Regions from separate parts of the Mus musculus genome. Here regions 1, 2, 4, 5 and 6 are each linked to region 3. Evidence: chromatin contacts called from public HiCAR-type and promoter capture Hi-C data. All regions are on one chromosome and are shown on one strand. The core of a region is the stretch at or near the end of the contact, and the rest is flanking DNA. Distances in the headings are between cores, read along the strand shown. Region 1 holds the start of Wipf1 (WAS/WASL interacting protein family, member 1). Region 2 overlaps Pde11a (phosphodiesterase 11A). Region 3 holds the start of Mtx2 (metaxin 2). Region 4 holds the start of Rbm45 (RNA binding motif protein 45). Region 5 holds the start of Agps (alkylglycerone phosphate synthase). Region 6 holds the start of Prkra (protein kinase, interferon inducible double stranded RNA dependent activator).

The links. Promoter capture Hi-C pulls out the DNA fragments that hold promoters and counts their contacts. HiCAR-type assays count read pairs that join an accessible place to other places.
Region 1: a contact with region 3 is called in a promoter capture Hi-C map of hippocampal neurons, with 4 times the contacts expected there. The contact joins the promoter of Wipf1 here to the promoter of Mtx2 in region 3. A contact is called at or near these places in 3 of 39 promoter capture datasets (hippocampal neurons, pre-B cells and stem cell-derived epiblast-like cells) and 1 of 115 datasets of contacts at active chromatin or transcription factors (embryonic stem cells).
Region 2: a contact with region 3 is called in a promoter capture Hi-C map of liver, with 2.7 times the contacts expected there. The contact joins the enhancer-like site here to the promoter of Mtx2 in region 3. A contact is called at or near these places in 4 of 39 promoter capture datasets (embryonic stem cells, hippocampal neurons, liver and 1 more) and 1 of 115 datasets of contacts at active chromatin or transcription factors (embryonic stem cells).
Region 4: a contact with region 3 is called in a promoter capture Hi-C map of liver, with 5 times the contacts expected there. The contact joins the promoter of Rbm45 here to the promoter of Mtx2 in region 3. A contact is called at or near these places in 2 of 39 promoter capture datasets (liver and pre-B cells).
Region 5: a promoter capture Hi-C map of liver shows a contact between it and region 3, with 4 times the contacts expected there. The contact joins the promoter of Agps here to the promoter of Mtx2 in region 3. A contact is called at or near these places in 7 of 39 promoter capture datasets (the 3T3-L1 cell line, the HPC-7 cell line, HPC-7-derived erythroid cells and 4 more), 1 of 115 datasets of contacts at active chromatin or transcription factors (embryonic stem cells) and 1 of 9 other capture datasets (adipose tissue).
Region 6: a HiCAR-type map of astrocytes shows a contact between it and region 3, with 2.5 times the contacts expected there. The contact joins the promoter of Prkra here to the promoter of Mtx2 in region 3. A contact is called at or near these places in 4 of 39 promoter capture datasets (hippocampal neurons, liver and pre-B cells) and 1 of 115 datasets of contacts at active chromatin or transcription factors (astrocytes).

What each region holds. Positions count from the first base shown.
Region 1 is chr2:73,527,440-73,531,679 of GRCm38.p6, reverse strand. It overlaps Wipf1 (WAS/WASL interacting protein family, member 1), which reads left to right and starts at 2,193. Exons shown (of 8, transcript NM_153138.4): 1 at 2,193-2,353.
Region 2 is chr2:76,067,601-76,071,641 of GRCm38.p6, reverse strand. All of the region lies in intron 12 of Pde11a (phosphodiesterase 11A), which reads left to right. Among named protein-coding and RNA genes, the nearest start is that of Gm52518, 33 kb to the right of the region's middle. Within about 2 kb of position 1,376, at least 252 of the 459 cell types and tissues checked have an H3K27ac peak or open chromatin away from gene starts, as enhancers often do. A contact at or near this core is called in embryonic stem cells, hippocampal neurons, liver and 1 more, where this site is marked.
Region 3 is chr2:74,824,476-74,828,537 of GRCm38.p6, reverse strand. Mtx2 (metaxin 2) reads right to left here and starts at 2,726. Exons shown (of 10, transcript NM_016804.4): 1 at 2,495-2,726. The coding sequence starts at 2,534.
Region 4 is chr2:76,368,338-76,372,878 of GRCm38.p6, reverse strand. Rbm45 (RNA binding motif protein 45) reads right to left here and starts at 2,895. Exons shown (of 10, transcript NM_153405.2): 1 at 2,451-2,895; 2 at 722-844. The coding sequence starts at 2,750.
Region 5 is chr2:75,830,689-75,834,672 of GRCm38.p6, reverse strand. Agps (alkylglycerone phosphate synthase) reads right to left here and starts at 2,496. Exons shown (of 20, transcript NM_172666.3): 1 at 2,162-2,496. The coding sequence starts at 2,460. Gm34861 (a long non-coding RNA gene) reads left to right here and starts at 2,486. Exons shown (of 3, transcript XR_866490.3): 1 at 2,486-2,632.
Region 6 is chr2:76,645,448-76,649,564 of GRCm38.p6, reverse strand. It overlaps Prkra (protein kinase, interferon inducible double stranded RNA dependent activator), which reads left to right and starts at 1,538. Exons shown (of 8, transcript NM_011871.3): 1 at 1,538-1,773; 2 at 2,271-2,440. The coding sequence starts at 1,709.

The sequences.
Region 1 (4,240 bases), core at 944-3,443, 1.3 Mb after region 3:
TGTCTATTAAATATGCTAAGCACTCGTGCGGCTCAGACACCGCCCTCCCCAGCACATCCTGGTCCTCTGCTGCTTCCCTTGGCCAAGTTTAGAGCTCCATTCATCTGGCACTCCACATCCTTCCTGCATGAACCCAGAAGACAGAACCTAACCTAGCACAGAGCCTTTAACCAGATCTGCTTGGACACCAACACTTCTTTACTAAAGCTTGTAACACTGTCTTTCTTTCCTGGCTTAGCATTCGGGGATCTTAATTCAGGTCACTCCTGAAAGTAGCAGCTCAGAGGTGGAACAAACAGGAAATCAAGTTGAGAGACTTATGGCTTGGTGGTTGGATCGAGGTATTAACACCATAATGATCTGAATTTAGAAATTCATATGCTAAGAGATCTTGAGCAGGTCAGCCAGGCTTTGGAGGGCACTGTTCAGTGTGTACAATAGAGACAGATGCCTATTTCACAGAGGTTCCTGTGAGAACTCAATGAGGCAGGTAAGCTCCCTTATCTGGTGTTTGAGACTGCCATCTATTCAGGAGAAGGTAACCAAAATAAAGTCCTGGTTATAAGGGGGTGGGAGGTCCAAAGGCACTGGATTAGGAGTTAGAGTGGCTCCCAAGATGGGAGTCATGAAACAAGAAGCAGAATAGGTTCAGAGCGCCTCTGTCTACAATAGAAAGACCAAATGTCAGCAGAAACCATCTCGAGCTGAACGTGTACTTAATGTCCCTGGCTGCTCCCACTGCTTAGCAACCCGGCGGCACAATGCAGCATAGTATGGATTGTTTACCCTCCTCATGGATTCCCTGTGTTGTCAAGCAACAAGAAGGAATATTTACCACACACTGCTAACCCAGGAAAAGATCCAAACTCAATGCGCCAGAACTGGAGAAAATGGTTCAGCGGTTAAGAGCACTTGCTGCTCTTAACAGAGGACACTTAGATTCCCAGCATCTACGTGGTAGCTCCCAACCGTCTGTAATTCCATTATCAGGGCATCCCACACCTTCTTATGGCCTCTGTGGCACCAGGCAAGCACATGATACAGATAGATATATTTGCAGGCAAACCACTTGTACACATTAAATAAATACATACATAAAAGGCAAATATAGCATAGACCTTAGACGAATACAGTTAACAGTGGGAGTTTGTAACCATCCTGGAATTCATGGTGAGACCTAAAAATAACAAAAACAAAACAAAAAGGAAAGAGTGCATTTAGAGACTCCTACCAAAAAAAAAAAAAAAACAAACAAACAAACAAAAAAAAAAACAAAAAAAAACGCTAATAAGAGTTTAGGAGAGGTGGCCCTGTCGCTGTCTTTCCAGGATTATCGTATCCGCCAGAAGCATGTCACAGAGACTGCACACATAGGGACAACTCAGCACAGAAAGCCTGAAGCCGAGGCATTCTAGATGCCACATTCTGAGGTGCATCTTTCAAAGCTTCCCTGCCTTTACCCAGAGAGCTACGTCGTCTCGGTAGCTTTACTATCCGGTCCAGTAGTTATACTGACCATAACTGTCTTTGTCTTTCAAATGTATATGTTCTAATGTGTCATCCCAGTGTTAACTTGCCTTTAAGGCCTGATAGTGGTGTTTTTGAGAACTGGCAAGAGCCATGTGAAAGGGCCTCGGGTTTCTCCTTATACTCGCTCGGCTCTTGATCTTTCTATGTTTGCAGAAGTCGGTGGAAAAAAAAAAAAAAAAGATTCCAAGAATCCCAACCGATAGGCACCTTACCCTGGGAAGAGCTGTGCGCTCCCAGTGGGCGGGGATTGGGGACGCGCGTGGCCCTTGGGCTTCAGTGGGGCCACTCCATCTTAGAAGCCAGTTTTTACAGTGAATGGAAACTTTTAAGTTTCTCAAAGCGGGGGGCGCCCTCTGATTCGGGAGCGGAGTGGAGATGACCGGAAAAGGCTTTCCCTGTGTTGGGGGGAGAGCACCCCACTCGGAGGCCCGGGTAGTTTCTAGGGACAGCGTCTTGGGTTGGGTATCCCTTCCAGGTCCGGCTCCTGGGCGCACGCAGGTCCGGACCCCTCGGCCTCCGCCCCGGGGAGAGCCCAGCCCAGGCTCCGGTCCCGCCGGCCTCGGAAGTCAGGGCGCGGCGAGGGCGAAGGGCGAAGGGCCAGCGGCTGCCTCGGCGTCCGCGTGTGGCGGGGGCCGTAGGGGGAGGACGCGGGCCGAGGGGGAGGGCGCACATCTCGGCGAAGTTCCCGGATGGTCGCAGCCTCCCGGCGCGGAGCGCTTTTCCTGCCCGCCCCGGCTCAGCCCTGCGGACCCAGAGAGAAGTTTCCCAGAAAAAAATGCCCCGCGCGCCGCGGGGCCGAGGAGCCGCCCGGAGCCGCTGCACGGTAAGGGAGCCGCGCCCCACCATGCAGGGCGCGTCCGGGGTGCACGGAGTTGGGGTGCAGACGGGCGGGTTGTCGGGGCCGCGTCCTCGGCGCCCAGGGGAGCGATCCCCGCTCAGGCCCGCGGTCCAGCCCGCGCGGGAGGAAGGGGCGGCGGCTGCCGGGGCTCGAGATGCCGCGATCCCCGCTGAGCGCTGCGGGGCTGCACCGACCCAGGACCGCCCGTGGACCCGATGGATCTAACCGCGGTCTCCCTGGGATGCCCGGGAACCGCATCTGCAACTCCATCTCCACCGAGGGCGGGTGACTTTGGAGTTTAGGGCTCCCAGAACTTGGCTCCAGTGCTCCCGGGCAGCCTGATCCCGGGTATGGGCGCGCTCTAGGTGCCTATGTCTGCTCCTGAAAGGGCGGCCAGCTCGGGTCAGGGCTTTGCGCCCGGGGCCTCTCCCTAAATCGTGGACCGCTTCCCTTCAGCCTTCATCTCCCGCTACTTTAGCATGCTTTTCTTTTCAAAGAAAGAACAGTGAAACTTAACTAGTGCAAGAGAAATCCAATAGGGATGACCCAGATCCTCGGTTTGTGGCTAGACTTTGAACTCAGATTAACAAAAGGTGTGTCTGTGTGGAACCTGGTTTGACTGGGTCTTGCTTAATCTCCAAGGAATATCCCCGGGCTATAGGCTCCTAACCCCTCAGGGTTTCTACAGTGAGCAGATTTGGTCTCTTTCTCTGAAAATCGCTAGTCTGTCTTGGATCTTCCTTGCCCTTCATCTCTCTGGTTCCTGAGCGGGCCTGCAGGTAGACCCACAGGGACAGCGGACACGTGTGCAGCCTGGGTAGGTTTTCTTTTAACAGCTTCCATATAATTTGAATACTGTATTTTCATTTGATAGATTTTTTTTTGCCTCCTCAAAAAATGCTTATTTCAATAATTGATAAATAACTTAAAAGTTTGTAGATCATGTTTTTGACTTCTTAAAGAGAGAAAGTCTTTCATAAACTATGGGCTCTCTGCTTCTTACAGTGCTCAGGGCACTGCCTTCTACCCTGATTACCTGCCAGTTGCGGTTCACCAGGCTGATCCTCTCAGAGGCATGGGGTGGTGTACACATATGTGTACAGATCGTACACATATCTGTGAGTGCCGGTTGCCGGCTGAAGAGAAGCTGCAGACTGGGTTTTCCAAGTGTTCTGGATCCGCTCAGCGACATCACCGTCTTCCCTGAGTAGCTTTTCTCTTTGGGAATCACATGAGCGCTTTTAGATTACGTGATGGAAAGCAAAGAGATCTGAAAGCAGGGAATGATCAAACTCTGGGATAGAAAGGGAGAATGAACTTATTTGCAGATGGAGGGATTCGCATCTTACTTCCGTTGTCCATTTCACACATTTTCTTCTGTGTGTTTAGCTACTGCCGGATGCCCTTAAACCTACTGTGTGACTCGGTTGACAGTCTTTCCACCGCTGGGTGTGAGGCTAGAACAGGATAACAGGTTATGAGACAGCAAGAAGCAATTTGATACAAAGTAACCAGTCACCAGGCACCGTGTAACAACAAGACACAAGAGCAAAAAGGAACTGCCAGAGAGTTGGTAGGTAGCAAAGAGCAGAATGCCTGTGTCTTTTAAATTGACCGTGCCAAGGTGCTTTGGCCGCCATGAGCCAGGTTTCATGAATGTTCATGATACTCCGTTTTTTCTCACAGTCTTGGATAACTGAATGTGTTCCTAACTATAGCTGTAGTTTTAAAGTTGAGCACTTTCCACGGTGATGCCAAATATTCTTTTATTCCTTTTATACTTTTATTCTAAAGTACACAGGACATTTTTATTTCTTGCTGCAACCTGTTCATTTCTAAGAACCTGGGAATCTAGGTCCCAGAGCTCTGGCC
Region 2 (4,041 bases), core at 127-2,626, 1.2 Mb before region 3:
TTGTCAACTTGCATAGTCATTTCAGGTACTAGGAAAGCTAGTTTTCAGGGCTGAGGCTTCCAGGTCAGTTCTAGCTTTATTCCTGCAACGACTATATCTGACGTATGTAGCATCTCTAGGAACAGGCCTTGCCTGCAAGTTCTGAGAGGCAACCACTAGCTACAGCAATAAGCTGTGTTATTTTGGAAGTTTCTTCCAACTCTCTTGACCAACAAATCTAGAGAAAGTTTTCCCTGCCTGTCTAGCATTGGGTGTTTTGTTAGATAGTCTAAAGCTCCTGAGAGAATAGTATCACTCCCAAGTGTCACTTCATTTAAACTGTATAGATACATATACACACACACACACATGTTGCATATTTGTGTGTTTTAAGAAACATAAAAATGTTTCCCTACAATTTTTTTCAAACACCCTTAATGCTATGTATCCCTCCTCCCTCCCTCTCCCTCTGTGCGTCTCTCCCTCCCCTCTTCCCAGTTAAACCCCCCATCTCCTCGTTTCTATGTACACAGCATCTGTGTTCCACAGCATCCGCTCTCCAGACCTCCACCCCTCCCCACAACCCCAGTTTCCCTTCCTCAATTCTGTGGTCACATTAGGTTGAACTTTTGATCATCTTGCCTCTGCTTCTCAAGTTACCACCAGCCAACAGGAAGAAAGGCAGGGAGGGAGGGAGCAAAGGAGGGAGGGAAGGAGAGAGGAAGGGAGGGAGGGACAGAAAAAGAGAAGGAAGAAAGGAGGGAGGGAAGGAAGGAAGGAAAGAAGGAAGGAAATTTTTGACTGAAAGGACGCCCGATGTGTGCTGGAATTTCCTCTAGATGGCGCTCCAAGGCAAAGTTTCCCAACCAATCCGGAGGCGGGGTGTTGGGGGGGGGGGGGGAGGAAGCAGTGAGCGGTCAAACCTTGACCAACCTTCCTTGAAAGTGCTTCTTTTCTTCTGGCGCGACAGATTCAGGCCAGTGCAAAAATAAATGTTTTCTTTAAAATATTCACCAACAAAGCCGGTCTGTCGGAACAGAGCCCCTTCTATGAAGATGGGCCTGTTTTATGACTGTGCGTTAGCAAGAAGAATCCTGCCTCCTCCACGTGACTTGAAATTTGATCGCGCATTTTCCTAACCCCATTGTCTAGGAGAAGGGGGAAGTTGCGCAGCTGGGCACTGCTGAACGGGTTTGGAACCACAAACTTCTGGACACTCACATGCATATTTGCACCAACTTCCTAGCTTTTATCTCTAAAATTATTTCACACAGAGAAAATAAGATTATTCACTCAAAATGGTTTGCAACAGCATCCAGCCTCATGTTTAGGAAACCAAATAACTTTAGCTCCTTAGAAATCAAAGGAAACAAAGGGGAAGTTTATAGCACGAGCAGTTTTATTCAGACGTGGGTGGATATTTCATTCACCCAGAAACCCATTGATCGATTATTGATTTGTTCCATGCACCTCGCTGGAAATTTTTTTAAAATTGCGGAATCAAAGCTTCAAGGTTACCTTTTATTTGAAGGAAATACCTATATAGTTAATTTTTTTTCCTGAGCTTTGCCTTCCTCTAATAAATATACTAGATAATGCTTTCATCAACCATGGCTAGACAGAGACTAAAAACCTATATACCAATGGTATCTATACAAATTCTCATTGTTTATGTAAGGAGAAAGGAATGCTAGCCCGTTGTGCACATGTGTAATGAAAGATTATGACCAGGGCTCCTGTACTGACAGGGTAAACCAGATATAGGAATGGATTTTTTTTTTTTTTGCTTGTATTCTGTAGACTAAAAGGCGTGCCTTGATGTCTAAGTTACAGACATACTTTTTGTTTGCATTATAAATGGTGTGTACTCTGACAGATTTTCCAAGGGGAACAGAAAGGGTCCTTAAGAGTCAGGATTCTTTAGTGTCTTATAAATAGACTCTTTATCACCTAGGGCATTGCCCTGCTTCCCGTAGGGCTCAATAAAGATTAATTGAATGAGTGAATTTATCTTAGGGAAATATTATTTGAAGAACTATGTTGCTCAGCGTCCGGGATTTTGGTTTTTGGTTTTTTTTTTTTTAAGCACTATAATGACGAACAACTTTCATTGCTCAAAATCTCGCTCTTATCGCATCACGCTAAGGTTCAGCTAGGGTTCATATAGGATATTATGATCTTGCAGAATTCGCTGGCTGTGAAAAGGGAAGAGCACGTGATCACATTAAAATTTATGGTGGTGCTGGCGGCATGGCGCTGGTGGGGACCGGCAGTTAAACACTAATAATAACCAAGTGTCACGGCACACACATTGACACCTCCTGACATTTACTGGGGATCCTAAATCTTCAGTGTGGAGGTAGTGTTCTTCAGTCCACCTTTGTGTTGTCAACAAGGTTATTTGGGGAGATAGCCACGCCATTTTATCAATAATTCAAGCTGGAGAACAGAAGGGACACTTAGGGGGGAAATCTGTCCCAGCCTCAAGCTGGAGCATCTCACGCGGTCTAGTGACTGACGTTCTCAGATAAGTCCTGATCCTTGAGGTCAAAAAATTTCCCCCAAAAGGAATCTCTCTGGAATACAATTAGAGCTCTTTGTTTGCCCCCTTGGGAAGGACAGAGGCAGCCAGTTGTTAAATAAAACATTTCAGTAGCCAGAACCCGCATCAGGAGACAGAATCAAATTCCTTGTGTCATTGGCAGGTTACAATAAGTTCTGTGACTGGCTGCACTGAAGTAAATGGTAATCATGTCTGAGGTCTCCAAAAAGCATCCTCCCTCGCACCACCTCGCCAGTGTACGTAATCACACTTCCCTTAACAAAACTGCTGTGTTCTGTAGCTTTGCTATAGTAGTAAAATCAAATTTGCACGTTGGAAAAAAAACATTTAAATCTTCACGTAGATGTAACAGAAACATGTGGCAAATTTTGTATTTAGGGAAGGAGTGGTGTTTAATGTTTCTGCAGAACATCAGCTGTGGACCTCATAAATTATCAGTGGAATGGACCAGTTGGAGACAGTGGTTCAGGCAAGTTTAAGGTTCCTGCCCTTCAGTTGTGTGAAATGGCTTTTATTTTTACTCTTTCCACCTGCATCGCAGAGCCTCCATCAGGCACTCCGTGCTTCTAACTGGCTTTCTCTTTATTCACATCTATTTTACAAAAGAAAAAAAGGCAAGGCCACACATAATTAAGAACCTGGTGCGCTAATAACCAAACATACAACGGGGCAGAAGGATCGTCCAATCCATTTCCTCTCACAGGAGAGTAACCTCCATAACTCACTTTAAGCATCACCGTTCGTGAGTTATGGGTCATTCCTCTCCTAGCGAAAATAAATTCTCCCGCACCATGAGCCTGCACTGGGTATTTTTCTTAGGACATGTAAATTGTAAAAGTGTACGGACATAATCGTGTCTGACATTACCAAGAAACTGTAAGCCCTGCTCCTGGGCACAGGCTTATAAGGAAATGCATGCAGTTTGGGGTCTGGGGTTGTCTAGTTACAAATTGGGATTCTTAAGGTTTTGGTTTTGGTTTTCAGAGTGAGTTTATTCTTGAGGTTTTTATGGTGTTGGTAAACTGCTTAATCTGTCGCTTTGTGTTTTATGATGCCAGCCCAATCCTTCAGGTCAGAGAGACCCAGCAGCCATCCATCACGGCTTCCATTTTCTGCACTGTTTAGCTTGCTAGTGCCACTTTCTTGGGACTGAAACCTGGCACCTAAGGGTGTTAAGTGAGGGGCTTTAAAAAGTTTTAAATTTTCACAGGTCTCATATTTAATCCTGGTTCACTGGTGGCAAATAAAGTGTGGGGTAAGCTTTGAAGAGTCCCTGTATTCTTGAAATCCATCAACTGGGTCTTTTGGGATGCTTCAAGAGATCTGGCTTTCTGCACAATTAATATGCATCAAGTGATCTCTCTGTGTGCTCAGACACCTGTGATATTATAGTGTGCTCACTCGTAATTTATCGTAAATAAAATATAAACTGTATTTCTAAACATACCCCACCAAAAAAAAAAAAAACCCCAAAGACACACGTTCTTAATGCTAAAAGC
Region 3 (4,062 bases), core at 1,477-3,976:
TTTGTTATAATTAAATGTTTTTCTTATTATATATATACATATATATAGTGGAGATTTATTTATATTTATGGTGGAGATTTTATTGTTGTTGTTTGTTTTGCTTCAAACATGTTCTCCCTATAAAGCCCAGCCAGGCTGGCTACCCTCAAGCCTGTAATAGTCTCTTGTCTCAGCCTCCCAAGTGCTTGTGACTACAAGCAAGAGCCCCACACCCAGCTCTTCATGGTGTCTTTTTTTTTAATATTTTTTTATTACATATTTTCCTCAATTACATTTCCAATGCTATCCCAAAAGTCCCCCATACCCTCCCCACCCCCAACTCCCCTACCCACCCATTCCCACTTTTTGGCCCTGGCGTTCCCCTGTACTGGGGCATATAAAGTTTGCAAGTCCAATGGGCCTCTCTTTCCAGTGATGGCCGACTAGGCCATCTTTTGATACATATGCAGCTAGAGTCAAGAGCTCCGGGGTACTGGTTAGTTCATAATGTTGTTGCACCTACAGGGTTGCAGATCTCTTTAGCTCCTTGGATACTTTCTCTAGCTCCTCCATTGGGGGCCCTGTGATCCATCCAATAGCTGACTGTGAGCATCCACTTATGTGTTTGCTAGGCCCCGGCCTAGTCTCACAAGAGACAGCTATATCAGGGTCCTTTTAGCAAACGCTTGCTAGTGTATGCAATGGTGTCATCGTTTGGAGGCTAATTATGGGATGGATCCCTGGATATGGCAGTCTCTAGCTGGTCCATCCTTTTGTCTCAGCTCCAAATTTTGTCTCTGTAACTCCTTCCATGGGTGATTGTTTCCAATTCTGAGAAGGGGCAAAGTATCCACACTTTGGTCTTTGTTCTTCTTCAGTTTCATGTGTTTTGCAAATTGTATCTTATATCTCCGGTATACTAAGTTTCTGGGCTAATATCCACTTATCAGTGAGTACATATCATTTGAGTTCTTTTGTGATTGTGTTACCTCACTCAGGATGATGCCCTCCAGGTCCCATGGTGTCTTTTAACATCAAAAACTTTCTATATTCTTATACAACCATTTCGATTATGGAATGTATACTCCATGTTTTGCTTAGAAACTCCTGCTATCCAATCTTACAAAAATAATACCCTGTATTTGCCCTTGTTTTTTTCCCTATTATTTTATTGTAAGTTCGTTTGTGCTACATTTAAATCTTTAATACATCGAGAATTAATTCATGCTATATTTTGACTTAGGAGCTGTTCCTATACTACTTTCTATTTACTGAACTATCTAGCTTTAAATATGTCCTACTACCATAACAGACCACTACAAGCACCTTAAGACAAATACAAACTTCCTGGGGATTTGTAAACTTCACTAACTGAGGTAGAATTCTGAACTTATCAAAAGTTTATCAAATACCATTTCTTGTTTTCTTGTTGAAAAGAAATCACACATTGGATATATACATTCAGAATACAAACATATACTGTGAAATGATTTATGACATAGTATCAGTCTAAAATAAACCACTGACCTCAAGTCAGAGGCCTGACTTTTTCAACCTCACTGATAAAGTCAGAGAGAAACATTACTTGAAATCTGTGTTATTTACTCAAGTCATGGGTATTTAAAGAGAACTGACAGACAGGTCCTAGGATACAATGGGAAACAAAATTCCCTGCTTTCATGAAGCTTACAATCTCTCTTCTATCCTCTCTCCTATAAAATGCTATTTTAAAGGAAATCTAAGTTCACACAAATTCAATACAATGGAAAGCGTTTCGAAAAGTTGATAACACATTATACTTTCATTTCCAATGTACTACTTTACCCCAAATACGACTGTTTATCTTAGTGACTATCTCCTCATTCGAACGTTGAAAACACTGCTGGAATTAACATTCATCCCATTAACTTGACTCTTTTTTTCTATCATAGCCACTTTCGCCAAAATAAAAACTTCAATACGAATGTGTGTGTGTGTGTGTGTGTGTGTGTGTCAAAAGATGTTTACTTTCTTTAAACTTCATGCCCATTAAGAATAATTCAAAGAATCCCACAGACTTTGCAAATGGCTTGGAGAACAACTCGGGTGACCCATCAACAACAGGTAAAGAAGGGCAGCTCAAGAGTGACAGTCACCTTAAACTTGAGAACCCAAGAGCAGAGAGGCTGCCCTATTCCCACGGAAACCTTGGGGGAGGCGAGGACCCAACCCGTGGCCACGCCCCCACCTCGATCCCCAGCCCCGGGCCTCCGCCACCTAAACCGCGGAGTCGGGGAACAAAGCGCCGCGGAGGGAGTGAGGTCAGGACTCTGTCCCTGCAGGGTGACCTTGGCCATGTGTCCTCAGTTTCCTCATCCAGAAAGTGAGGCCAAGCCTCCATGGCCGCTGCCGCCTCCACCCGGGCTGTAGACTCAGCACCCTCGACCCACGGCTACAGGGAAACTCCAGCCCTCCGCCTCCCCACGCGGATCCCCGCCGCCACCCACGCCGCCCCGTCGGCGCCCACACGGGCTACCTGCGATCTGGGAGACGAACGCTTCCGCCACCAGAGACATGTCGGCTGCGAGGTCCTGCGCGCGCGCCTGAGCTCCGCGGCGCTCGGCGCCCTCCCGCGCGACCTCGGCGGCCTTCCCCCGGCAGCTGACGAGCTTCGCTGGGCCAACGCTAAGACGAGCAGAGCTCACCTCGGCAGCGGTGGCTCGGCCCGCAAGGTTACCGCCAGGCCGACCAAGCACTTCCGGCGTCGCTGACAACGCGCGCCGGCACTTCCGGCTGCTCCGCCCCGCGCGCTCCGGACCTGCGAGAGCCCTAAGAGAGCAGGCTCTCTGGCTAGAGTCTTTTGGATTTGATTGCAACCTTTCAGCAGTTCAACAAGACAGAAACAGCTTCAAGAGGTTCAAGTGCCTGGTCTGGTTCTACTGGAGCCCAGAAACTCAGGAATTCTCTCAATTCCACTAACTGTAGGATTCGGGGTCCATAGACTGATATTAGTGTTGGTTATTTGTTCAAATGCGCTAGCCAGAAGGAGGCTTACACAGCTTGTGAGCTGAGACATAATTTAATCTTTCAACTCCAAGCACCCAAAATGAAGCTTGGAGAATAAAGCACTTCAATTACTTGTTTCTGAGTGTAGAAGGAACAAGAGTAAAAGGAAGGGCGCTAGATCCCTTGAATCTTTCCTCTTAGTCTAATCTTTTTTTTTTTTAACTATAGGTTACAATTGACCAAAAATCATAAATATTACAGAATTAGAAAATTAGAAGCATAAAGTTACACTTGATTTCAGAAATCATTTGGTGAGCCAAAGCCCCCTTTCGCTGATGAGAACATGGCTCGGAGAGGTGAGACGATGTTGTTGTGTGTGTGTGTCAGTGTATAGACCCAAGACAACTTTTGGTACTTAGTTCTCTCCAACCATGTGGGTTCCAGGGATCCAACTCAAGTCTTCAGGCTCGGTAGCATAGCCCATACACACACATGCATCAGCTTGTACAGTGGTCAGTGTCTCAGTACCTCTTCAGTTGCTCTCCATCCTCTATTTTGAGATAGGGTCTCTCACTGAGAATCTGGAGCACAAGGATTAGGCTGGCCAACAACACTCGGAACTTGGTCTGTCCCTGCCCACCTCCCACCCAACCCTAGAGTAAACTACTGTACCTGGCCTGCCTCTGCCTCCCGAGTGCTGGGATTAAAGGTGTGCACCACCACGCCTGGCGATTTTGTTTCTTGTCCACAGATCTCTGACCCTCCATTACAGTTTATTGTCTAAATTTCTGTTCATATACTTAAGTAGTATATTGCTTTCTTAGAGGTGCGGGACAGATTATCACACACTGGGTGTTTAAAACAACGGATGCATTTACTCTCTGGTTCTGGAAGCTAGAAGTCTGAGGTTAAAGTGTTGGCAAGACGATGCTTGCTCTCAAGGACATAGAAATAAATGTCCTTCCTCCATCTGCCCAGCTTCTAGGATTTCCAGGGTTCCTGGGCATTCCATGGCTTTAGACAAGTCATTTCCACCTTTGCTCCCACCATTAGGCAACATTCTCCCTTGCATCTGTTTGTCCAAACTTCTGTCTTCCA
Region 4 (4,541 bases), core at 1,646-4,145, 1.5 Mb before region 3:
GAAAAAGTTAGGTAAACATTTTCTTACTATTGGAGGAAGTATGGAGTACAAATTTTTGGAATCTGTTATTTCTGAAGGTCAACTGGAGTAGGGCCAAAGACATATGAAAACTATTTTTTCCTGCTAGCTTCTTTCTTCTTGCTTGTCACCCACCTCCAACTCACGGTGTTAAGAGGTTAGACAGAAGAGAATACCATAAGAAAGCAACCACCTCGAAACAATTAAAACCGTGTTGAGTTTCTGTTGAGAAAAACCTACAAATAGTTGCTGCCTACAAAGATTTAAAATTATTTGTCCAAAGTCATTTTCTCTGATTAGCAGCTCAGAGCTGTAACGTTTTCCCTTAACTGTGACCCACAGAGAAGCTCAATCTTAGGATAAAGCTAGCTGTGAGTGAGTGTGATATCAACATAGCACAGGCCATGATCAGAATTAGCCAGCACAGCTCACGTGCTCAGGCCGGTGACTCACTCTGTGGAGGGGCAAGATAAATGAGAACCAACCAGTGCTTTGGAATTTTGAGAGCAGGCTCTGGGGGCAGAGAGGGCTTATATTTTAGTGCTATCACCTATAGCTGTGTAGTCTTAATGAAAATACTCAGCGTTTGCACTTCATTTTCTCAACCTAGATCTTATGATGAACTCTCATTACAATCGTCCAGCTGTTAGTGACTGTTAATAACAATGTTGAGGGCGGAGCTATGATGATAACACAAAAGTACCTTGAACTTCTCCCGCAGGTCTTCTTCTGTATAGGACTTTGGTATCATAACAAAGATTCTCGTGAGTTCTTCATCTTCAACATCCCTGTGACTTCCTGATGATCGGGACTGGGCAATGAAAACCTAAGAAACATATAAAGCCTTCAGAATAACGCTGTGTATTCCTTAAGCATATTACTTTATAACCCTGGCTACAGTTTAACTCTGTCTGTAGGCCAGGCAGGCCTTCAGGTAATATGGAACACCTTATTCACAAGGACCCATGAGGGGTGCTCTGTGTGTGTGTGTGTTTCCTTTAAGGAGGGCAGTGTGTATCACTGAAGTGTGAGAAAACCATGGAAAACGGAACACTGCAGGAGGCAGAAACTCAAAAGACACCGAATATAAAAACCACGACACTGTGTACTTTTGTGGAAGAGAACACTGGGTCCAGGAGAAGGAGAGCTTACCTTTGCTCAGGAGACAGCTTGCTATAGAGGCAAAGGACCCTACTTACAAGACAGAGTTAGAGGCATATCCCTAGGTGGTCTATTTTAGTTATTTCTTCAGTAATACCCACCATATGTCAAGCACTGCCAACGGTATTAGAAGAAATGGGCAACTCTAAGTTAATTTAATCAACACACCGGTAATGAAATAGCCAAAGAAACATACAAGAGAAACTCGAAAGAAAACACAAATAGTAGATAAAAGGGGAACCTTGGATAAATAAGAGCGGGGATACCATCAGATCACAAATTTCTAAATTTTCGAGCCTAAAGAGCTTATAAAGTCCCCTGATTAATGACTGTATCTATATAGCGCACATGAATGACCTAGCACACACCTTGTTCTCAAAAATTTTAACCCCGTTCCTCCCTTGCTCTCCCCCCGCCCCCATTTATTTCCCCTTCTCTACGTGCTCATGGCTGGCCTCTTCTTTCTTCTTCCTTTTCTTTCTCTCTTCTTCTTCTTCCTCCTGCTCCTTCTTCTTTCCCTCCCCCTCCTCCTCTCCCTCTGCCTTTCTCTGCCCCTACTACCCTCTAACTCCCCTCCCCATGCCCAGGTGCAGCATAGAAGAGGGGCTGGAGACACTCTAGCCCACAGTCCATGAACACTCGTAAATGGTATTCTTACAAAACCCAAACCAGAATTCCCCCACACCTTGCACCGTTTTCTAGGTTTGCCCCTTTCCAGTATAGCATAGCTTGTCACAAAATACTTTTACTTTGATAATTTTCTGTTTATAGGCATGGTGCTGTAATTTTTTTTTTACTTAAGAGATCCTTCAAGCTTTGTAAAAGTAAAATACACGAGGAAAAAAAACCCTAAAACTAAATTTTCTAGTCGCGAAGGTAATTACAGTGTTCGAGAGAGGAAGCTCAGAAAAGTTTTCACAATAGACAGGAAGACGGGGACAGGAGGTTGACTGACTTACGAGGTCAGCCACAGTTGTGCTATCCTTGGATGTGGCTACCCAATCTGTTCCCAGGGTAAGAGGCTCCTTTGGCCAGAGGCCGGGGATCCGCTCCTCCAAGCCATCCTCGGCACACTCACGGTGCGTGCAGAATCCAACCCCTCTCCTACCAGATGCACAGCATCCCCGGCGCAGCAAAGGGGCGGGAGAGACCCCAACCCATACCGCCGTCACCCTCGCGAGCACCCTCAACCCCGGGCACCCATATCCCAAACACCCCAACCTGGGCATCTCTACCTCACACACCCTAAACCAGGCACCTCAGCCCCGCACCTTGATGGGCTTGGTGTCGCTGGGACCCAGGCACTGTCCGTGCATCTCCTCCATTGCCCGGCAGGCCTGTGAGCTGCGCGCGAACTTGACGAAGGCCACGCCCTTGGACTCCTTAGTGTGCTTGTCGCGCACCACCCAGATGTCCTGGATGTCTCCGAAGGGCGAGAAGCGCTCCCTCAGCACCAATTCGGATGTGTGCTTGCTGATCACTAGAAAAATGCGGCTGTTGGGCGGCTCATCCAGGCTGTCTACGCCCGGGCGGAATCCTCCGCTGCCTCCCAAGCCGCCGGCGTCGTCCATGGCGCCCCACGCGGGACCCAGGCGCAGCCCCCCTGCAGGCCCTGTTCACCCGGCAGGTTCTCGGCCGCTTCCCGGCCGCTTCCCGGCAGCTCCCCGTCTCGCCCCACGCCGGTAAGCAGCTCCGCTTCCGGAAGAGCCGAGAGCCGGAAAGCAGGTGCGTCCCGCAGTGAGGTCTGCGGGCTTCCGGGAACATTCTGCAGCGCCCCCTGGTGCCACGGTGGACTCAGCAATCTCAAATCTTCAGTCCCAGGGAAAACCAAGAATGGGTTTATGCAAACCACTTTGCCCTGTGGCTAAAAAGATCCACCTGCCTGATTCTTAAGCCTTCCCAAAGCTGGCTTCTACTAAGCCTGTAATCAGATTGCTACATTTGAGGCCTCCTGGGCTACATAGTAAATTTGAGGTCAGCAAAAGCACCACACCAAAAATATACAAAAAGCAGGCAGGCTTCACTCAAAATGGTCCATAGAGACAGGTACAAAGGACCATTGCGTTGGGGTCTTGCAGTAAGGGGGAGAGACTGGACTTGGTTCCAGTAAGATAAATGGAGGACAGTACAATATGAGTTAGTATAAGGACAATTACTGAAGATCGCGGGGTAAGAGAGACTCTCAGTAGATCTGCTTCCCAGAACTTAGGCTGTAGATAAGTGATAAGTTGATAAGTAATAAAACATTAACAGCCGGGCAGTGGTGGCGCACGCCTTTAATCCCAGCACTTGGGATGCAGCAGCAGGTGGATTTCTGAGTTTGAGGCCAGCCTGGTCTACAAAGTGAGTTCCAGGACAGCCAGGGCTATACAGAGAACCCCTGTTTCGAAAAACCAAAAAAAAAAAAAAAAAAAAAAAAAAAGACATTAACAGCAGTCAGACATCAAGGATAAGAATTATGGCGAAACTGACTTATCAGGATTTGTCCTCCAATTAGATTCCCCTAGAACAGAAAGCTGGAAGTTGGATCTAGTCAAGCAGAAGACCTGGGGGGAGTTTGTCTGAAATTTTGGTGAAAACACAGTCTTCATCACCGTTTTGGCGTGGCCTTGTTAGGATGGGTGTGGCCTAGTTAGAGTGGGTGTGGCCTTGTAGGAAGTGTGAGGTTGAGCTTTGGGAGTTTCAGTAGCAGTGCCTTCTTTCCCTCTTGTCTTTGGACCTGGAGGTAGAACTTCCAGCGGCTTCTCCAGCACTATTATCTCTGCCTGCTGCTATCCTTCCCGCCATGATGACGGTGGACTCAACCTCTGAAAGTGTAAGCCAGCCCCAGTGAAATGCTTTCCTTTATAAGAGTTACCGTGGTCATGGTGTCTCTTCGCAGCAATAGAATACTAAGAGTTAAAACCATAGAGTCTGATGGCTGAAAGGAGCCTTTTACAACCATGGAATCCTTATCCCTATTTTTAGAGATGAGGAAATCTGAGGCTCAAAGTTAAGATGCACAGGTAACAGAACCAGGCCCAGAGGCAGCTGTGTGTGTGATCTACGCAGCTACCGCAGCCCATCCAAGATGCACGAGCAGGGAGAGTGATGGATGCACATCTGAGAACTACGAGAAATTAGAGGGCCCAAGCAAAGTGCGAAATGCCCACTGGCTTCCACGGCATATTAGTGAACCTTGGTGATGAGGTGAACAGGCATTTAGGACAAAGGACTGGGTTAGCCTTTAGTAGCACAGGAATCGCAGAGCTGGGCTAGGGACGCACCTCCTAAAATGCCCATACCGAGGCTGCTAAGATCGGGCCATCTATGAAGTCAAACACATCCATGTTTATTGTGCATCAGTCATGCATGCCAGGAGC
Region 5 (3,984 bases), core at 1,247-3,746, 1.0 Mb before region 3:
ACAGGGCAACCAGGGCCACAGAGAGAAAACCTGTCTTAAAAAAAAAAAAAAAAAAAAAAAAAAAAAAAAAGTAGTCTTACCTATTACATCAGAGCATTGCTATTTCTTCCCTAAATGCTGAAGGCAAAGGCCACTAAACCCATCTTAAGGAAACCTGCCCTGCCTACTTAATTTAATAATGTAGGTGCACATATAAATGTTTAGTCACACAGATACCTGCAAATGAGAAAACAGTCATGTGTATGAAGCCACTAGGAAAAATGAGAAATCAGATACTATAACATCAGTGACACCAGAGGCTAAGTGACTCTCGGCTTTACCCTCTCCTACCACCAAGTAACCAAACTCTGGGAACCTCCTCGTAGTCTTAAAATGGTATCGGATGCCTTAATTCCGAGTCCCAGCATTATGCATTAAAGTTAGGCGATTCACAGCCACTGTCTGTCTTCAGACACAAGCAACTACAGCTATTTGTTGAGAGCTTGTGTAACACAGTACACTGAACATCTTTCAGCTGCAGTTTTCTGTTGCCAAAGCAAAAATGCAAAGCAGGGATTAGTTCTTTGGTTTTTTGGTTTTGTTTGGTTTTGTTTCCGTTTCCTAAAACAGGTCTCCAACCTCCACTCCCAAGTGCTTGGATTAAAGGCTTACCCACCACCACCACATCTGGTTCTACATCTTTCTTAAAATGAGGGAGGGGACACAGCTCTGAGAGAGACAGAAAGTTTATACGGTAAAACAGCCTAATGGAATTCAAACCTAGGTTTGTTTCCAGCCATTACAGTTGCCAATCGAATCTTCATCTCCATTCCAGTGTCCTTTCTAAAAAGTAACTCAGATGTTCTTTCCGTCCGCATCCCTGTCATTCTCACAGCTTCTGCCACACCTGAGTCCGGTAGTTCTCTAGTCCCCCACACTCTTTACCTGTGACCATTCTGTTTGTCTACCACGAGCTTTCTCCCCCTCCAGGGCTGTTTTCATTACAAACTTCAAGATTTACACAGAAACCCCTGGCTCAGAAAAGCCTTTATCCTAACAAATACATATACTCAAAACTAGGGTTAAATGACCATGAGTTTCAATTATCAGCTAAATTTCTTAAACTGTATTATTACTTTGGTGCCCTACAGGGAAGAGCACATTTCAGAATCCCTGCATTTCTGGCACAGTGTGTATGCAGTGAGAACTTAATTACATGGGTTGAATTCATGAGGCAGTCCATTTGATTTGCTTTTGATGTGTAAACTGTAACACAGGTACCTGCTACCTGCAGCACACTTCTTAACCTTTTCTTCTAATTTCTTCATCTGTAAAATGGAAGACTACTGCACCTACCTAATACCTTAGGAACGTAGAAGTAATGGAAATAGCACCATCTCCAGCACTTTGAAAGTACACATTCGAGTTAGCAAAATCTTTTTTTTTTTTCATTCTCCAAGTTTTTCCAAACTGATCATCTCAGAAAACACCATCTCTCGACAGCTTTCATCAGAGACAGAGATTCTCCTCCAATGGTCTTAAGGTTTTACAAACATTCCTCATTCAGACTCTTGTCTTTTAGCTTCTTAAAGGATCAGTAGCTGGAATACCAAAGTCTTAAGTCACTAACGCTTGCAGTCTACTGTATCTCACTCACTCACTCACTGGTTTCCTCCCTTAAAGTTAGAATCCATGACCACAAGGAAGTGGTAACCTACCCTACAGAAACCACTCACACCTCTCCCCAGAGTACCACCATCCCACTCCAGCTTGCTAGCATCCAGGCTTTTGAGAATTCGTAGAAATCTGATTATCTAGTGCAATTTTAAAACTCCTCGTCGTAGATTAAGACAATCCTCCTGCTACCCGTTCCAAGATAGAGAATGAATTTCCAGCCTCCAAAACCCAAAAGAGGGGATCCGCTTAAACCCTTTTCCCACTAGGTCATGAAATGTGTTTCCTTCAAAAAGAGACACCAAAATCCGGCCAAGCCATGCCGCCCCTTCCCGACAGAGTCCGGTGTGTCTGGTCCACTCCCAGCCCGCAAGCTGATGTACTCTCAGGGATCGGAATGCCTTCCGCCCACCCTGCCAACTCCCTGCCCACTCCCGTGCTCTCCTCTCCCACAGCCCAGGCCGCTCACGGCCTCCCGCCGCCAGCTCCATCCCGGGCCGCTACTCACCGCTTCTTGGGGATGGTGCCCGACTCTGGTGCGGCAGGAGTAGCGGCGGGCGACGCCCCGGCCGCCGACGCGGCTCTCCGCGCTTTGCACTCATTGGTACTCGGAGCCTCCTGGGGCCGGCCCAGCAGATGGCCCGACAGAACCCGCAGCCGCCGGCGCGCGCGGCCCGCGTCTGGGTCCCGCTCGCTCGCGCCCGCCTCGCCCGCCGCCGCCTCCGCCATGGCTTCCGCCTTGTGCCGCCGCCCGAGGCCGCTGGGCTCGGGTGAAAGGTCACTCAGAGCGGCGCCCCGCGCGACCATTCGCTGCGGCGCATCCCGGCAGTCACCGCGGCGACTGGCGGCAGGGGCCTTGCGCCTGGAGCTTCAACGGGCTCTGTCCCCGCCCACAGCAGCTTCGCCCCGCCCCTCCCCGCCTCGGCCACGCCCGCCGCCGCGCCTCGCCACGCCTCGTCCTGGCGTACCTGCAGAGCAGGTGAGTTCCAGCGGAGCCCGGATTGGCCCAAAGGGGCAGGAGGAGAGCCAAACTACACAGCACACCCGCAGTTGCCAAACCTATGGGTGTGGCATCTTGGATGTGGCCCGAGCGCCCGGAGGCTATTTTCTGGAACAGATGCCTAGGAGCCTGAATAGTGAGTGGGCCGGTGGTGCTGCTGATCTGGCAATGGAGCCAAACCTGGTGAACTTCCCCTAGGTCAAAACCAATCCTTTAAGCGATAGAGCCAGTGCCCCATCAGTCTCTAGGTGTCTAGCACTGTGTTCAGCACTCATGTGGAAGTGAGAGGACAACTTCCAGTTGTCTCTTTCCACCATGTGTATCCAGGGCATCAAACTCGGGTCATCAAACTTCGTGGCAAGTACCTTTACCTACTGAGCCGTCTTGCCCACAGGCTGTATAAAAACCACAGCCTTCAATCTAATGGTTGTTTTTTTTTTTTTTTTTTTTTTTTGGTTTTTTGGTTTTTTGGTTTGTTTGTTTACGTGAAAAAGTGTTATCTGCAAAAATACCATTGAGTTCGTTTTGTGTTAGCCAACAACTCCTAGGCATGGGGCCCACTCTGAAGTGTGGTTAATATACCTAGTGAGACTCCACTGGCAAAAAGTACTTTTCTTGTGCGGATGGGTACCAATTTCAGATAGCTTTTTGGTTCATGGTGGGACGCTGTGTCCACTTCAACCTCTCAGCTCTAGGATTCCATCTGGCTTGATCCCCTGTACATCCTTTGTGTGCTGTCACAGTTTCTGTGAGTTCGTATGTGAATTAGTTCTGTTGTATACAAAAGACACTTTCTTTGGAGTCATCCATCAGCTCTGACTCTTAGAATCTTTCCTCCTCTTCTGTGTCGATCCCTGAGCCTTGAAGGGAAGGTGTTGGGTGGCTTAGCATCTTTTTATACTTGATTTTTTTTCCAGATAATATAAAAGCTATAAAGGCCTAGTAACATCTATTTTGTGCATCTACCTAAGGTCTCTGTTGAATTCTCTTTGCTCTTCTGACTTTTAAGTCCATGAGAGCTCTGTTTAGGTGACCATCCTCTCACCAGGGCAAACCTGCTCCTGCAGGGTGTGACTGGGGCTGGATGCATGACTAAGAGAACAGATATGCATTCCTGAACATTTCATAACAGAAGAAAGAGATCCTTTGACATCATTCTCTGCTAGAGAAGTAGCGTCTTACTTAAAATAAATCAATAAGTAAACTTCAGTTTGCCTTCCAGTGCTGTGCACATGTTCATAATGACCATCCTGCCTTGCACAAGCTGAAGAAAACGATGCATTCATATCTATTGGCTTGGTAAAAGTCGCCAGAGAAGTTGGAGGTGACTC
Region 6 (4,117 bases), core at 289-2,788, 1.8 Mb before region 3:
ACAAACCTATACTGTCTGGCCATAGGTGGTTGATATATTTTGAGTGTCTCTGTGGTTGTTACAATACGATATTCATTAACACATAAGTGTAATAGCATTATTGGATTGTAACCCGTGTATATTATACAGAAATAAAAGCGAGAATAGGCTTAACCTAAGCCCCAGTAGAATTCAATTTGGTTCAATTCCGGATATTTTTTCCTTGCTTCCAAGTGTTTGGGCTCTCATACAACCAAAACAAATTTCCATCACAGAACCAAATACTTTTGTACATCAACCTAAAACTTCCATTAAAAAACAAACAAACAAACAAACAAACAAGCAAACAAAAAAACCTTTTAGGAGTCTCTCAGTAAGAATATTTCTAGAATTCAATTCTAGAGCATTAAGTAAACACAGGAGCCATTGTGCAAATAGTTCACAAATTCTAAGACGCTCTGAAGCGCTAACACACCCACAACATACTCTGTAGGTGGAGCGTTCCAGGTTAACGTCATCACTCTCCATTGCACAGGTCAACCGGAAGAGCAATCCTGGAAACTGGTCTAAATATCCTTGCTATGCACTCCACCTCCAGCATCTCTTTGGGGATCCCACATGTTCCCAAAGCAGAGGTTCTAAACCTGTGGGTTGCAAGTCCCCTGGGGTTGCATTATAGTAGCAAAACTACAGATATGAAGTAGCAAGAAATAATATTATAGTTGGCGAGGGGGAGAAGGGGTTGTCACCACGACATGAGGAACTGAATTAAAGGGTCACAGCATTAGGAAGAATGAAAACCACTATCCTAAGCAGGTCACAAGAGTCCGCCAGACAGCAGCGGGCCCGCCAGACAGCAGCGGGCCCAGGGATCCAGGGCTCTTAAAGCCACTGGCTGCCCCTTAGCTGACGCTCTCGGGTCTCAAGTTTCGGGGCCAAGATCCACAATTTTCTTAGTAATTTACCATTCGAATTTTTAAATCTTTCTTAAAGTAGTCCAACCCTTAATCTTTTTTCCTTGCTCCTCAAACATGCTAGGCTCGTAGCCTACTACTAGCTTTCTCGCTGAGAAGGAAGCCACCTCCCTTTAAGGACAAAGGACTGAGGCTCTCTGCACCACTAAAGGCGGGAGGGGAAACTCGGGGAACCGAAGCGGGGTGCAGGCAGGAGCCGGGAAGAGCCGGGACATGCAATGGAGGCGGGGCCTAGAAGGGTGAGGGGCGGGGCCGGGCGCTCAGAAGCTTTGGAAGCGGAACGGGGGGTGGGGGGAGGCGCCTGCAGAGGCTGGGAAGAGCCCGGACTGGCAGAGAGGGCGGAGCCAGGTCGCAGGAGGGGCGGGGCCGGGCTCTGAGAAGCTCTGGGAACCCAACTAGAGAGCGGGCGGTAGCTGGGAAGGACAGAAACTTGGCAGAGAGGGCGGAGCCCGAGGAACGGGAAAGGGCTGAGCACTGTGGCAAAGTGGAGCAAGAACATCGAGGGGCTGAGCATGGCAGAGAGGGGCGGGGCAGAGAGGCTGGGCAGAGAGGGGGTGTGGCCGGCTCTTCCGCGCCGAGGCCCCGCCTCTCCTTCCTTCTCCTCCTGTCCCTTAGCTGGAGGGAGGCAGGCAGCGATTCGAGGGGCGTCCAAGCGGCAGCGCGGGCACGCTCCTCTCGGGAACTGGCCGACGTGGAGAGGGAGGACCCAGATCCACACTTCTCTTGATTGCTGTGGCCAGCCGTCCCTTCTCGCCATGTCCCATAGCAGGCATCGTGCCGAGGCCCCGCCGCTGCAGCGCGAGGACAGCGGGACCTTCAGGTCAGCGCCGGGCCGTCGAGGCCTCAAGGCCCAAGACGGGTGGGCAGCGGGGCAGGGGCAGGGAGCCGGCTGTCGGGCAGCATTCTGGGTAAAGCTCCCCCCTCTCCCGGCGTGGCGCTGGGCCCGCCCTCCGGGCCCTGGGGGTCTGCTGCGCGCCCCGCCCCTCTAGTGACCCTAGGCAGCTAGCCGATCGGGAGGACTTGATCAGTGTTGAGGCGCAGACCCGGGTGTCTAGCTGCCTAGTCCAAGCCCACCCGATTTCTTTCAGCATCCCTCCCACCGCTCTCAAGTTCTCTGTACAGACCTCTCCACTCTCCTCCATGGGCTGCAGCACCCGGGGACAGGTGCTCGCCCAGGCCTTGCCACTGATCCTGGCCGCTGGGGAGCTGCAGAACCTTTTTGTCACCATTTGTGACTGTCAAAACTGAGAAGTGGATGCTTTTGCTTCCCTTTCAGCTTTGACGTGCAATGCCTACGTTTTTTTCTGGTTTTTGCAGTTTGGGCAAGATGATAACAGCTAAGCCTGGGAAAACACCGATTCAGGTATTGCACGAGTACGGCATGAAGACCAAGAACATTCCAGTTTATGAATGTGAAAGATCCGATGTGCAAGTACACGTGCCCACTTTCACCTTCAGAGTAACCGTTGGTGACATAACTTGCACAGGTCTGTATGCAGTTAATTCCCCATGACCATGTGGATTGGAGGCCCTGATTCTATGTTGCTTTTCAGTAAGGAAAAGCGCCCTTTTAATTAAGATGGCTGTGGGAGTGTACTCTGAAGACAAGAGACTCCAGGATCAACTTCATTTGTTTCGCTCCCTAGTTCTGTCTCGCTAAGATGTAAGGAAGCTCAGACACTCCCAGCATCCTGCACACTTTCCAGTACCTGGGGAGCCGGCTAAAGTTCCTCTTAAGAATTAAAAACTGGAAATATTCTTGGAGCTCCGATAGCCAAGTCCGTGGGTGCTATCGCCTTTCAAAGTTACAAAGTTACCAGCGCAGAGGCTAGTAGCCACGCCGTCAGAATTTTCCGAGTTTCCCTTTTTATGGACACATCTGGAACTTCGGATTCTTGGTACCTACCACGCTTGAGTGTGTGTCCATGAAAAATCAGGGAAACATAGAAGACTCCCATACTGTATTCCTTCAAGCTGCAGCGCACAGTAGCTTCTAGTTCTAAATACTATATAAGTATTTTGTATAAAATTGTTTCCTCTTTTTATTCATGAAGTGGCAACTTTAAAAACCTTTTCATAAGCTACATGCCCAAGGTCACACACCAATGAAGTTTTAAAGTTCAGATTAATGCCTTCTTTTAGTCTAAGCCTGAGAAAATGGTTACCAGAGTTGCCATTTGTAAACGTGGACATTATTTTCCTACATACCTATTTAGCTGAAAGCATAAAAATTGTTAAATAGTTTAATTTGTAAATATACAAAGAAAAATTAGAAAAAGCTAAAGTTCCACTGTCTGCTAGTCTGAGCATATCATATATTCAAATATGGGGACCTGAGGTTGCCTATATTTATTGGAGCAACTTCAAAAAAAACCTGAAGCTTTTTAAATGTTTGTGTGTGGGGTAGATTGGTTGTAAGTATGCACTGGAAGTTTCCTTATGGAAATACACACGGTTAGAGTTGCGTTGCTACTTTAGCTGGTCATTTTTCAAATATTTGGGAGAAATGTTCAAGAAGAAAAGCCATTTTCCATTTTAGTGCATTTGGGTTAGAGATGAGCAACCTATTTCAACTGCTCTACCTTAGATCCCTCTCATACAGCCCTGTCTTCCTGTCGTAACTTCTCAGCCTTCCCCGCTTCAACTACTATCTAAAGACTATAATTCTGGAGGCAGGTGAATTTCTGAGTTCAAGGCAGTTCTGGTCTACAGAGTGAGTTCCAGGACAGCCAGGGCTATACAGAGAAACCCTGTCTTGAAAAACAAAACAAAACAAAAAACAAACAAACAAAAAGACTGTAACTCTGAAATCTTTGTCTTCAGCCAGGAACAGACATATCTGCCTGTGTGCTTTCTGGGCATCTTTGCTTGGGCATATTAGGGAAAGACATCTCAGACTCTTGTCCTGAACTCAACCATCTTTTCATTTAAACTCATTTTTCTTTCTTACATTCCTTTTCCCCCCGCTGGGAGGCACCAGAGTCAGTTGGTCAATAGAATTTTGAGGTTGTCTTGCTGACTCTGTCCTGTCCCCTTTTCCCCCTGTCTTTGTGTCTATGTTGCCATAAATCCCTGTCTTCTGGACAACTGTTGAGTCAGCATCTCTCTTTCTCTTGCTACCTGTGCTCTAGAACAGTAGTGGTTCTCAACCTTCCTAATGATAT